Linked DNA regions of Pan troglodytes: region 1 is linked to region 2. The links are chromatin contacts, called in public capture Hi-C maps. All regions are on one chromosome and are shown on one strand. The core of a region is the stretch at or near the end of the contact, and the rest is flanking DNA. Distances in the headings are between cores, read along the strand shown.

Evidence for each region. Capture Hi-C pulls out chosen DNA fragments and counts their contacts.
Region 1: a capture Hi-C map of stem cell-derived neural stem cells shows a contact between it and region 2, with 6 times the contacts expected there. The contact joins two enhancer-like sites. A contact is called at or near these places in 4 of 7 Hi-C or Micro-C datasets (blood, induced pluripotent stem cells and stem cell-derived neural progenitor cells) and 1 of 1 other capture datasets (stem cell-derived neural stem cells).

Annotation. Positions count from the first base shown.
Region 1 is chr21:65,713,281-65,720,481 of NHGRI_mPanTro3-v2.0_pri, forward strand. No RefSeq gene overlaps it. Among named protein-coding and RNA genes, the nearest start is that of EDN3, 110 kb to the left of the region's middle. Within about 2 kb of position 3,686, at least 1 of the 24 cell types and tissues checked has an H3K27ac peak or open chromatin away from gene starts, as enhancers often do. A contact at or near this core is called in stem cell-derived neural stem cells, where this site is marked.
Region 2 is chr21:65,160,511-65,167,024 of NHGRI_mPanTro3-v2.0_pri, forward strand. The region is part of intron 1 of GNAS (GNAS complex locus); the gene reads left to right. The region is part of intron 1 of LOC104003639 (neuroendocrine secretory protein 55); the gene reads left to right. Among named protein-coding and RNA genes, the nearest start is that of GNAS, 28 kb to the left of the region's middle. Within about 2 kb of position 4,936, at least 2 of the 24 cell types and tissues checked have an H3K27ac peak or open chromatin away from gene starts, as enhancers often do. A contact at or near this core is called in stem cell-derived neural stem cells, where this site is marked.

The DNA.
Region 1 (7,201 bases), core at 2,436-4,935, 550 kb after region 2:
ACACTTTGGAAAGTAGATTTAAGCTAGGTGATGGGTTGGTAGGTGCAGCAAACCACCATGTCACACGTTTACCTATGTAACAAACCTGCATGTCCTGCACTTATATCCTGGAACCTAAAATAAAATAAAATTTAAAAAAAGAAAGTAGTTTTAAAAGGCAGCTGTTTGAGAGGCAATGAGAGTCTCTGTTGAGAGTGAGAAAAAATTGCCAAGAAATTCATGTTGACTCAGCAAGTAAACTACCCCTGAAGAAGCTGATTAATGTTTAATTTCCACCCACCCCAGTGTTCGGGCTCTGGGGACTGAAGGAGGCCACCCGAGATAAGCATGCAGGGCCCCCTCATGAGAGACCCACCATCTCCAGCTGTCACTCTATTACCCCATTTCATGGATTCACTTTGAAATTACGATGGGAAGTTGATGCCTCGAAGTGTCTGCCTTTTGGACACCAACTTCCTCTTGTGTCTGGAGCCATCAGGTACACATTCACTGTTGCCCGGATCAAGGGCCTCTCCTTGGGCCCTGGCCCCAGGGCCAGAGCTGCACCAGCGCTCTCAGCTCCCCCAAGCCCCCTACGCCCACCTTCCACCGCATGGGAACACAACCAGCATTGCCAGATCTTTTGACTTTTCCAGAGAAGCTGCAGATGACAAATTGTAGCTCCATCTGGGGCTTCATAATTCAACTCCTAAATTGCATTGCCAAAGGGTGGCAAATGCCACGGCCCTCTTCTAGAAGGGCCCACGTCTTTGCCCACAGACAGTATTTACTAAACATGCCGACGTAGCCTCCTAAGCAGATGTGAGGGCCGTCTGGCCCAGCCAGGTGTCTTCTCCCACCCTCTCCTCCCTTGCCGGCCTCCTCCTTCCCGTCCTTGTCGCCAGGCTGTAGCTGGCCTCAGGGGCCCCATCTCCAGTTGCCATTTCAGACCCTTCCCGTTGAGGGATTTCTGGGCCCCGTTGCCTCCAACATTTCTTCTTCCAAGGCCATGTAGAGAATGGCTTGGCGTTTCTAATTAGGGGAGCATTTTGTTCCTGGGTTTTTGTTATTGCAGAAGGAATTTCCATTGCACTTAGAATGGCAGAGACTTTGCACAGTGTCACTGTGTGCCCTCGGGCGGAAGCCGGGCCTTGTTAAGGAGACGCCAGTGTTTCTGCAGTGCCATCACCAGGCCCAGAACAAGGGTGTCCTCAGCTTCCCAGAAGAGGCCAGTAAGTGTCAGGAAAGAACGTCCCTCCCCCTGAATGTGAACTAGCCGGAGAGAGAACAGGGCCGGTGGTGCACAGCCCCTGGCAGATCATCCGAAACCTGACGTCTGCTGAGGGGGAACAACTTTGCCCTGGGCACCTGGGAAAACTGAGAGCATAGCCTGCCACCTGGCACTGTGACCATCAGACACGGTGGACACCGAGCAAAAATAAGGGTCCCGGGAACAGTTGGGGCTGTGCAACTCCACCACCATCTGGAAGTAGCGAGCCATGGGCCCTGCGGAGTGGGAGGAGCAGCAGGGAGCTTTCGAGTCTCGTCCATCTTCTGAGCGAGGCCTCCTTTGCACTTCAATTCTGAGAACATTTTCTAAAAGCACCTCCCGTGCGAGGTACTGTTGTGAGGGTTTTGCATGTATTCACCTGTGGAATCCCCGTGAACACCTTTCCAGGTAGGGCGGGGGTGTCTGACGATGTCTAGAGACATCTTTGGTTGTCACAGCTGGAGGGAGTTGCTGGCCTCTGGGGACAGAGGTTGAGGATCCCTGAGGCAGATATTGGTATCATTAGCCCCATTTTACAGATGGAAAGACTGACAGAGAGAGATTCAGGGCCCCACTTAGGGGCACCCGGGACTGTCTGTGCAGGAACCTCTGCTTCTCCGTGGCCCACTGTGTGCCCCACTGACCTGGGTGCATCCCTGCCAGCCCCCACACTCATCTCTCCACCTGGGCAGAGACCATCCTGTTGAATGCTCGAGAGATCCCGTGTAAGAAGGCTGCATGCACAGCACATGGTATTGGGACCTCTTGGTTCCCCGAATTAAATGATTTGGGAGAACTTTCCAAAGCAGCAGTCAGAGAAAACCCCACCCTACCGATTTGGTGTCAGGGGAGCACGGGCCAAACTCAATAGAGGCTTTTTGTCTAAACCTCACACTCTTGGATCATAAAAAGAACATCTGCATTTTCATATATTTTAACATTTAATAATCCAAGAAGTGTGAATAATAAACACTTGGATAGGGCCGATTTCTTCCCTTCTCCCACCAGACAGGACTCGGTCAGAAGCTTCCAGATGCTGGAGCTCTCATGACCGTGCCAGGGACCTCTTTCAAGAAGCAGGAATGGCACCGAGGAGCCCAGCAGGGCGTCTAGCTGCTTTGCAGAGTAAGGCACAGATGGCAAAATTTCATGCCAGGTTACCAAGGGTGCTGTAGGTTTTATAATTGCAAGAGTCTGTTTTTTTTCCCTTGATCCTGCTATGTTGGGCAGTGACCACCGTCTGTTAAATAACCTTGCAAAAAGCCTTCTCAACAGCTGGGCCGTTCTGTACATTTCATCTCTGCCTGGAAGGAGGAGGGAGAAACAGCCTCATCAGTAAACACCAGCAAGCCACCAGCTGCTACCACTGTGTCCTGCAAGAGTCCGACCCCAAATTCCTCTCCCTGGAGCCCCTCCTTCCTGAAGCCCCTTTCAGAGGGATAGAATGTTTTCTTTACCAATTAGCACTCAGGAGTAAAGTGCCTGGGAACACAAATGAAAGGGTTACTCTCTTTGCAGCATTTTGCTGACTTGCTAAGGTGCATGAAGATAGACCCCACTCATTTTTAAACAAAAGGGAGAAATGGGCTCCTCTCATACAGGCAAGATCTGGGGCCACAATCCTGTTTTCAGCACTTGGCTTACACCCTAAACCGTGATAAACAGTTCTTTTGTCCTCAAAATTCAGATGAGATTGAATCTCTTCCTGCAACGCAGTTCACCTGCAGCCTGGGAAAGCGTTCTAGTGCCATCTTGAGCTGCTTTGTGGAAGGGACCCGAATGATCCAGAAACTGCTGGACCTTGTTTGCAAGGCTGTCACCCAAGGCATCAAGCTGCTGTCTGTCTCCAGGTTTCCAGACCCTTGGCATCTACTCCCCTTTGAATTCTCAGGTGACCTTATTGACCCCACATCAAGTGGGAATGCGCTGAGACCTTTGGAGGTGGCCGTTTGAGTGAAGCCAGCCACACTCACCTCCCTCCTCCCACCCTCCCTGAGGCCCTGGAGGCACGACTCACTCTAGCAAAGGAGGTAGCCCCTGATGGGAGCAGGCAGAATTAACTCAGGGGTCAGCCCTGGCCCTGCCCTCTTTGAGCTCTTCAAACATCATTTAACAGCAATTAGGTAATTGGGGAAGGTAGATTTCCTGAGAATTAGTCCAGGATTGGGGTTAATAGGCATTGTATGTGGAATAGAAGGGAAATGGCCAGGCAGAGACTTCTTGTGAACAAAAGCTGTCCCTTCTACTCTGTTTTCCTTCCAGCTAATCAGCCACCCACACTCCATCTCCCAGTCACCGCCTGGGAGCTTTCAGCATCTTGTATGGGCCTCACATTGTCCAGGCCCAGGTGCCCCACTCAGCAGGGCTCCAGTTTCAGCAGCCCCAGGCAGAGTTCTGTCTAATTTATGCAATTCCATTTAACATGGCAGAATCCAGGGCGAGTGGGGCCTCTGCAGCCTGTCCTTGGCCAGCTCCCATACCTGCAGTGCCTCAGTGCGCCCAGGGTACCCCGAGTCCCTTATAGAGGCTGGCACATCCTCATTGCGTGCCACTCTCTGCCCTTGCCCCACACATGGGAAACCAGGGTGTTTTCCGGATGCTGCTGTAAGATAATGCCAAGAGACTCCTCTCAAAGCTTTCCTCGAAGGAGCAGGGTTGTCTGTGTCTTGGGTAAAAGTAAGCATATTCTGTGGTGCTCTGATTAGGGTAGGATTAAAGTTTTTATTTTGTTTATTTTACACGGCATTTAGTAAACATTTCTTTATAATGAAGAATAATACTCATATGGCACTGGTTCACAACCAAGGGAGGTGGTTTGCCCTCCAGAAAACACGTGTCAACATCGGGAGACATTTTTGGTTGTCACAATTGGGTGGGAAGTTGGGGTGCTATCTAGTGGATATAGGCCCAAGACGCTGCTAAACACCGTCCAATGCATGGGACAGCCCCCCACAACAGAGTCACCTGGCCTGTAGGGCCAGTAGCGCTGAAGTCAAGATCTGACCTGACATGCAGCAAATTGTGAGAATCTTAAGTGTGTATGTCAGTGTGTTTTTACATATAGACACTCTAGGTTAGTTTCCTAATGCTGCTGTTAAAAATTACAAACTTAGTGGCTTGAAGCAACACAAATGTATTTGTTGTTAGTTCTGGCGTCAGAAGTCTTAAAATCAAGGTGTCAGCAGGAGTGCATGCCTGCAGAGGCTTTAGGGATGAATCTGTTTCCCTGCCTTTTCCAGGATCCAGGGGCCACCTGCATTCCTTGGCTCGTGGTCCCATCCTCCATCTTCCAAGCCAGCAGTGTAGCATCCTTAAATGCTCCTCTCTCTCTGATCCTCCTGTGTCCATCTTATAAGGCTCCTTGTGATGACATTGGGCCCACCCAGATAATCCAGGAGGATCTCCCCATATCAAGATCCTTAACCTAATCACATCTGAAAAGTCCCTGTTGCCATGTAAGGTGACATGCCTACAGGTTCAGGGTTTAGATTTAAGACATGGACATCTTTGGGGCTGTTATTCAGCCCTCCACATAGACTCCAATCAAAGTGAACATTACATCTGTGATCCAGAGGCTCCTGTGTGCCTCCTTTCCACCAGAACCTCCCCAGCACCATTCTGACCTGTATCACCATAGAACACTTTGCCTGTTCTTAGGGTGAATGATTTTTAAAAACAAATCTCTCTTTATTAAAGCCTACATTTGAAACATTAATACAATTATGAAGAGATCCCACCATTGGATTGCTAGAAAGCTACAGAGAAATTCTTAAGCTGAACATTCAAACCCAGGTTAGAAACAACCAGAACTTAATTAGAGTGAGACGTGGTTATTTTACGGCGAGACAGATTCACATTAATCATGGGATGGGAGGGCCGGGGAAGGAGGAATGAGAGATGAGATGTACATTCCAGTAATTAAATATGTTCTCAGAGGAGCAAACCGTGGCGGAATTGCAAAGATGCTTAACGTAGCTTTCTAAGCCACTGGCGCCAGTATACAAATTGTCCTCTGGGTGAGGAGCACGGAGACTCGGCTACTCCATGGGTCTAGAATGTTAGGTTTGATGATGGCAAATTGCACTTCATCCAACAAATACTGCAGTGGGACTTATTGCCAATCCCCAAGGTTCAGGGAGTAGGGGATCAGGGCCGGAATGTGAAAGTGACCAGACCTAGGCATTATCGGAGCTCACTATCTATGGAGAGAGGCGGTCACCTAAATGGTGTGTGATACGTCATGCTTGGTGCCAGAGCTTCGGGCTGGGAGGGCAGGGGAGGGGCATCTGTGAGGGCCATAGGAGAGAAGCAGAGCTGGGCACCCCAGGGAGAGGCGCGGGTGGGCACATGCGGCCCCACCATGAAGAGCCCCGTGTGCCTGGCAAGTAGTTGGCAAGGCCTGTGCTTGGTGGGTTCTGAGCAGGCTCCTACTGTTTTAGACCAAAGCAGGAAAGTTGAAGGCCCACTAGGAGGTAAAATACAATGCCTGATAGGAGAGGGTGGTGCCTGAACTGGAGAAGTCACAGGATGGAGAGAGCAGGTGGAGATGGATTCAGAGGGTTGGGGAATGATTGCATTCTGCAGAGCCAGTGAGGCCCATGGCTGGGATGTTGGGGTGATGGTGATCCAGACAAGAGCTACTCACAGGGAAGTGGAAGGGACAGGGATGAATCTTGCTTCGAAGCACATTCCCTAGGATTGGGTTTTTTAGAGCAGTTTTACATTTAGGGAAAAATTGAACAGAAAGCACAGAGAGTTCCCACACATGCCCCATACCCCTCCCCCAATAATCCTATTTTCATTAACATCTTGCCTTAGCGTGCTACACTTGTTACAGTTGATGAACCAATACTGAAGCATTATTATCAGTTAAAGTTCATAAGAGGGTTGACTCTTGGTGGTGTACATTCTATGGGTTTTGACAAATGTATAATGTCACGTGCCCTCAATTACAGGATCATACAGAGTCATTTCACTGCCCTAAACATCTCCTGAGCTCCACCTGTTCGTCCCTCCCTCCCCCTTGAACTCCTAACAACCACTGATCTTTTGACCTCTCTATAATTTTGAATTTTCCAGAATGTCATCTAGTTGGACTCACACAGCATGTGGACTTTTCAAACTGGCTTCTTTTACTTAGCAAGAGGCGTTTTTTTTTTTTTTTTTTGATGGAGTCTCACTCTGTCACCCAGGCTGGAGTGCAGTGGCACGATCTTGGCTCACTGCAACCTCCACCTCCCAGCTTCAAACAATTTCCCTGCCTCAGCTTCCTGAGTAGCTGGGATTACAGATGCACGCCACCATGCCCTGCTAATTTTTGTATTTTTAGTAGAGACAGGGTTTCACCATGTTGGCCAGGTTGGTCTCAAGCTCCCAACTTCAGATGATCCACCCGTCTCAGCCTCCCAAAGTGCTGGGATTACAGGTGTGAGTCACTGCGCCAGGCCAGCAAGATGCTTTTATGGTTCCGTGTATGTCTTTCCATGGCTTGCTGTGTCTTTGAATTTTCAAGGTGCTGTGTTAGTATGATGGTTGTGAAGCCTGAGATGAGAAGAAGCCATGAGACACCAGATAAAGCCATCAGAGGAGCAATGTTTTGCCAACCAATGGCTCAGAGCCCACCCTGTCCCCACCCTGCCACTAGGAACCCTTGCCCAGTTCTAGAGGAGGCAAAATCATGGATGTGTCACTGGCTAATGTCCTTGTCCAAGAGTGACCCAAAGGCAGGTAGAGTTTCCCGGAAGACCATGTTACCTGCCTTCATGGGCAGAATAAATTTCTCCTTTACCTATCTAGAGAGTCTTACCCAGGCAGCTCAGAGACCCCTGTGCTCAGGCTGCTCCTGGTGGGGTGAGGGGTAGATGGCAAACACCCAGCCGAGGGTCCTGTCTCCCCTCCCCGTGAGACCCCAGGGTCCCACCATCTGGGGCGCGCTGGCTGCTTTCCCTGCCC
Region 2 (6,514 bases), core at 3,686-6,185:
ACACATACACACACACACACTCTCTCTCTCTCTCTCTCTCTCACAACCAAAACTGTTTCTAGTCATTGCCAAATGTCACCCCTCATTGATAACTACTGCCCTAACATCATCAGCATCAAATTCTGGGGACAGTTCAAGATCATACATACTGTAACTTGCGTATCTTAAAAATATATATATCGGGGCTGGGCGCGGTGGCTCATGCCTGTAATCCTAGCACTTTGGGAGGCCAAGGTGGGCAGATCACCTGAGGTCAAGAGTTCCAGACCAGCCTGGCCACGTGGTGAAACCCCATCTTTACTGAGAATACAAAAAATTAGCCGGGCGTGGTGGCGGGCACCTATAATCCCAGCTACTCAGGAGGCTGAGGCAGGAGAATCGCTTGAACCCGGGAGGCAGAGGTTGCAGTGAGCCGAGATGGCACCATTGCACTCCAGCCTGGGCAACAAGAGCAAAACTCCATCTCAAAAAAAAAAAAAAAAAATATATATATATATATATATATCATATATAATAAAATATATAGATATTATATATCATATATAATACAAAATATATAATATGATATATCATATAATATATAAATATATAATATATATCATATATAATATAAAATACATTTTTTTTTCCAGAGAAAAGTTTGTCCACTGCAGTTACTTTTTTTTTTGAGATAGAGTTTCACTCTTGTCGCCCAGGCTGGAGTGCAATGGCATGATCTCAGATGACTGCAACCTCTGCCTCCTGAGTTCAAGTGACTCTCCTGCCTCAGCCTCCTAGTAGCTGGGATTACAGGCATGAGCCACCGTGTCCAACCCTGCAGAAGTAATTTCTAGAAATCTCAGAGAAGAAAGTGACCCAGATGACCCTAACTAGAATAGAAAAGGAAATTATTTCAGGGAAGTAAATAGTGAGCTGACTTTGATTAACCAAGTCAGTCCCATAGCTAGGCTAAATCAATGCTTACATAGCCTTTACCCTTAAATGATCACATCTTCCACTGAGGGTTTCTTAAGGATGCCTTTTCCTGTAGCAGGCTAGGAATTCTCTCTCTGACTGGTGCACACTCAATTAATTCACTCTGCATTGTAGAGAAGGATGCCAAGACACGAAGGACCCATCTGTCAGATGGCTGCTGACAACATATCAGCTCTAGGGTGGCAGGAGCCCCACTTTATATGTGTTCCCCAAAACAGCAGCAGAGCCTTTAACTGATAATGTGTACACACCAGCAAGCAGTGTGTGGGCCCCAGTTGCTGGGTCTCCCTAGTCTCAGGCCCATAGAGAACCAGCCTACTGCATGGAGGTGACCTATAAACTTTCAGCAACTGATCTTTCAAGACAGACAGTTAGATTGCAGGAGAGAGGGGCAGTGGAAGGAACAGCTCTGAATGACTGGACTGAGAAAGAGCATAATAAGATCTCTCAGGAATAATACATAGCTATGCCAATAGAAGTAACAATCCAAGGACATTTCCTGGTCAAGAGTCTTGCGCTTGGTCTTTGATAAAGTGGACACCCCCTTCTCCATCCTAGGGCAGACTCTGTAACCATTATTTCTTGGAATAATCATAACAGGACTAAATTGTGATCTTAATTTTAAACAGTGGTCTAAGCCCCTAATTTGCATCTGACCAGCCTCTCTCAAGTAACCATTATGGAAGGGGACTTTATAACTTCTTTGTTATATTTTGACATAACACATTTATATTTTTGCCCCCATTTGGTCTTTCTATAGAGTTTTCTGATTGTAACATCTGAATTCATCTCATCAGGTTTTCAAATTGAAACATCTGATTGTAACAACTGAAACAGATTCATTAGGGATCTAATTTTTTCAAACAAAGGAGATTTTTTCTTTTTTTTTTTTTCCCTAGGGAGTTTCAAATTTATGACCTCTGACTTCATTGCAAAGGCCAGAAAAATAAATAAATAGATAGACAATAACCACTCTCCACTCCAGACATGCAGGTGTATTTCAACACTTTAGCTTTTACTATTAGGATTTCTTTAGGGGAAGGTGTAGAAATATATTGGTAGTTTGATAAATTATATATCAGACATGTAAAATTTAAAATATCATTTGAAATCAAAACTTGTCTGAAGACTAGCTTTTTATGTCACAAGTTCAGCTAAGCAAAGTGTCCCCTAACTATAAAACCTCCTTACTGCAGAATCCTAGAAATTACCAAAGGCAAGCGTCTTGAATGTTGATTTTGAAATTTTGCCTGTGAAAGTGCAACATCTTTCCAAGCAAATGCTTAGAAGACTCAGGGCAGAACCCAAAAACAAATGCCAGACGTTAGGGGAAAATTTTTAAAAGTTGGATTGCCAGAAAACTTCTAGCTATTTATAATTAAGCATTTTTAGCTGCTAAAAGGAAGCACATTAGATCATTTTGTTTTGCAAAACAAATGGCCAGTGTGGGTTTTAGGATGGACACTCCCAGGAGGGCTCCCCTTTCTGAGTGGGAGTCTTTGGAAATGTTCCTGATGGGATCCAGTCATTCTGGAGCGCTCTTACGAAATCGTTCATCCTAGGGCAGTTTGGTGTTTGTGAGCTTACAGCGTTTACTCCTTGCTGTCTTCTACCATAGGTCTGGTCTGATGGGGGAGGCTGTGGGCAGAGGAGCTCCAGCTCTTTGGGAGGGTCCTAGAATAGTACAAACAGCACTGGGTTAGAAGTTGGGGGTTCTCATTCCTGGGACCTTGGTTGATTCTAGAACTTTATTCTAGGATTCCATGAATTTGCCAAGCTGACATCGGGAAAAGGCTAAAGTTTGATTCTTGAAAGTATTGACGAGGCCCCATTTAGGAATGATTCTGCCAAGTATTCCTGGGGTCCTGCCATGGTCAGGAGAGCACCTTAAATTTGATGAGTTGTCAGGGAAGAAGCAGAGGGTATCTCTGTGTTCAGCTTTATGTATGAGAAAGTCAAGACACAAGATGGGGGCAGGACAGGGACAGCTTGAGAAAGGAGGCTTGAGATTGAGACTTGGAACTCAGGTGCCAGGGATGAATCCAAAAGGCTTGCAGGCATCTCAGCCTCAGACTTAAGCTAACATATAGCAGATAGTGGACACCTCTCCTGTTTCTTTCTTTCTTTTTTTTTTTTTTTTTTGAGATGGAGTCTTGCTCTGTCACCCAGGCTGGAGTGAAGTGGCATGATCTTGGCTCACTGCAACCTCCACCTTCCAGGTTCAAGCAATTCTCCTGCCTCAGCTTCCTGAGTAGCTGGTACTATAGGCGCACGCCACCACACATAGCTAATTATGTATTTTTAGTAGTGATGGGGTTCTCCATGTTGGTCAGGCTGGTCTCAAACTCCCGATCTCAGGTGATCCGCCTGCCTCAGCCTCCCAAAGTGCTGGGATTACAGGCGTGAGCCACCGTGCCCTGCCAATATTTGTCTTTTTAGTAGAGACGGGGTTTCACCATGTTAGCCAGGCTGGTCTCCAACTCCTGACTTCAGATGATCCGCCCACCTTGGCCTCCCAAAGTGCTGGGATTACAGGCATGAACCACCGCAGCCAGCTTTTTTTTTTTTTTCTGGCCCTGCAATCTTGATTCCCCAGAGTTAGGGTCTGATTTCAGATGTTAAGGCAGGCTCAAAGTGGGGCATCTGCTCTGCCACAAGAAGGTGAGAGGTCAGAAAGAAGAAGCAAGACCATTAGGGCTGCCTTAGTTGAAGAAAGGGGGCTCATCTCTCATTTTCTCAGAAGTTTCACAATCCAGAAAGGGGAGAACGGAAAGCAGCCTCCTAAGGAGTTCTCGAATTTCTTTCTCACTTTTCCTTTGTTTTCTCGCTCTCTCACTCTCTTCTAAGATTTATTTTTAAATAGGGTTCTTATTTTGGAGGGGCTTTCTGAGCAGGAACTACCTTTTTTTTGGAGGGAAATAAATGAGAACACAAATTATTCAGGGCTGGGAAGTGGAAACAATGAAAGAAAGCAAGGCTACTCAGAACCGGCTGGCAGATGGCGCTCGGCTTTTACGATTGACAGCCTGGCTTTCAAAAATTCACCCTTGCGCCGGCGCCTAAGGCAGAACCCGCATCCCCCTCCCTAAATCCTCCTTCCCAAGGACACGGCCCCTGCCCCTAAGGCTGAGGAATGTTTTTAAAAGGTTTCAGTTGAGCAATTGACATCTAAGGACAAATCCCGGCAACTTTTAACGAGTGGATCTGAAGATCTTAGCCAAGGCAGGAAAGCACACGATCAGGTAACCTCCAGATTCACAGCCCTGGTGCCCCGGTTCTCCTGGGAACTGGTCCTGAGATCTTGGACAAATCCCTGGTTCTAGTTTTTCTCAATTGAAAAAACAGGAGGGATGTCTTTCTCACTTTAAAACTTATGTAATTATCTTATAAAGTTTCAATAGATGAGGTATGCCAACCCCCTATCCAACACAAACTTTTTTAAATGTCTGTTCCAAAATGGCAGATTGTATAGGAAATCAAATGGTAGGGCCCTCTGTTGTCCTTTGGTAAATAATTAATAGTTTCTGGGTCCCAATCACCGGGAGAATCTTTGTGGGAGCAGAGTTTGGTGGTAAACTCTTTCACACCTCAATCAAGGGCTAGAAAAGAGGTTCATAGGTGAGCAGAGCTCCAGTTTCCACCAGGGAAATCTAAGGGGCCTACCTGGAGAAGTTAGCATTTAAGACAATATGGAGAGATGAAGTAGAATTTGAGGTGCATGGTCAATGATTGTTTACAGAGAAGGGACTTGCTAGGGATACATCATTGCTTTTCCATTCATGCAAGCATCATTGTGTTTTTCAGGATCTCTGAGCCCTCAGGGCTAGTTTTAAGTTCTTCCCCTCCTCAACCCCTCTCCACTTCTCAGTGCTTCACGGCATACCGGGGCATTCTCACTAGCGAAGGTGTCCTCTCTAAGGATGGGACCCCTACTGTCCATCTCAGGCTCAGCACTGCCTTGGGGCAGGCCACTTCTGGCTTCTTTAGGCCTCGTTTCCACGGGAGGGGAAGCTGGGTCCGATGGTGTCTGGGTCAAATTCCTTGGTTCCAAGAACAGGTACCGTTGCCATTCCCTTCCATTTCTGCCCCCCGCACCACCCCACCCAGCAGCTGGAAAATGATGAGGTCATCTATTTGAGAAGGGCCACACAGGCCTCCCACACAAGGACCTACAAAGTCCTCCAATGGGAATTTATTTCTTTCTGATCAAATTTACCCTCCATACCCCATTCATATACACATTCTTTCTCCCCTCTCTCTTAAAATTGCAAAGTTAAAGAAACTGAATACACAGGGTTGATTTAAGGTAAACGTCCCTCCCACCCATCTATTTAAAAATTTTTCTTTTACTTGATAACTTTCCTACAACATGATTCTCTTATGCCCATATTCCTCTGAGGATTCTTTAAAGCTTTTCTTGCACTTTCTTCTCCTCACAGTCCCTGACTTCTAGCCCTGAGTGGTGGCTGAGGGCAGGTGACCCTGTAGACCGTGGGGAACAGAGGAGGCCAGGGCAGGTGGCTGCCTCTTTCCAACCTTTCCTGGGCCATGGGAGCTCCTCCCCACCAGAGGTCAGCAGAGAGCTCAGAATGGCTGGGTCTGCTCTCAGAAATTGGGATCTTGGAATTCTCTAGATGAAATGTAGGATGCCCAAATGGAAAAAAAGCCCCATGTTTCCAGGGTGTTTTGGTTGGGGCTCTCATCCTGTCTTGGGTCCCGGGGACCTTACTTTTAACACCAATACAGCCATTCTGTGCTTTTCTCAGGGGAGGGGTGGTTGGGGGTTTGGTCTGTTTATTTGGTGGCTTTCTTGGTCAGTCTTCTCCCTGCGCCAGACGCACAAATCCCTCCCTTAGAGGGAACCACACCCTCTTAGAACTCTCCCTTCTGGGGCCCAACTGCCCACTTTCGCTTCCCACATGACATGGAACCCACATCCCACACTTGGCCGGGCGCCTTTTCTTCTAGTTGTATTTATTGTTAAAATGACATCATAATATTACAGGAAATCCCCCCAGCCTGCCCTCACCCTGCTGTGATTTTACTGATCATTATCTCCCCCTGTTCTTTACTCAGGTGTATGCATAGTTTTGAGAGGGCATGAATCATGGTGTGCAGTTTCCTATTAATCCCCCTGCTCCACACACACACACTACAGGACAGTTTCCTTAGAGCTCGTCCATGTTCGCCAGCGTCCTTTCACAGTTCTTTCACTTGTTCAGTCCTTTCGCTAGCGGGGAAGAGCAGGGAAAGAATTGAGGTTCCCTCCCTTTGTTTTTCCTTCTCTGATCTTTTGAAATCCCGGGGTCCTTGTGAACGACTCAGAAATTAAAACCAATTCCCTTTGGCCAGTTGTTTATTGTTGAAAGAGAGAGACAAAGAGAAATTAAGGTGCAAACGGAAGGAAAGAAGTAAATAGAGATTAAATTTAAAAATTTGAAAGGGAGCAGTAGTTCACGCCTGTAATCCCAGCACTTTGGGAGGCCGAGGTGGGCAGATCACCTGAGGTCAGGAGTTCAAGACCAGCCTGACTAACATG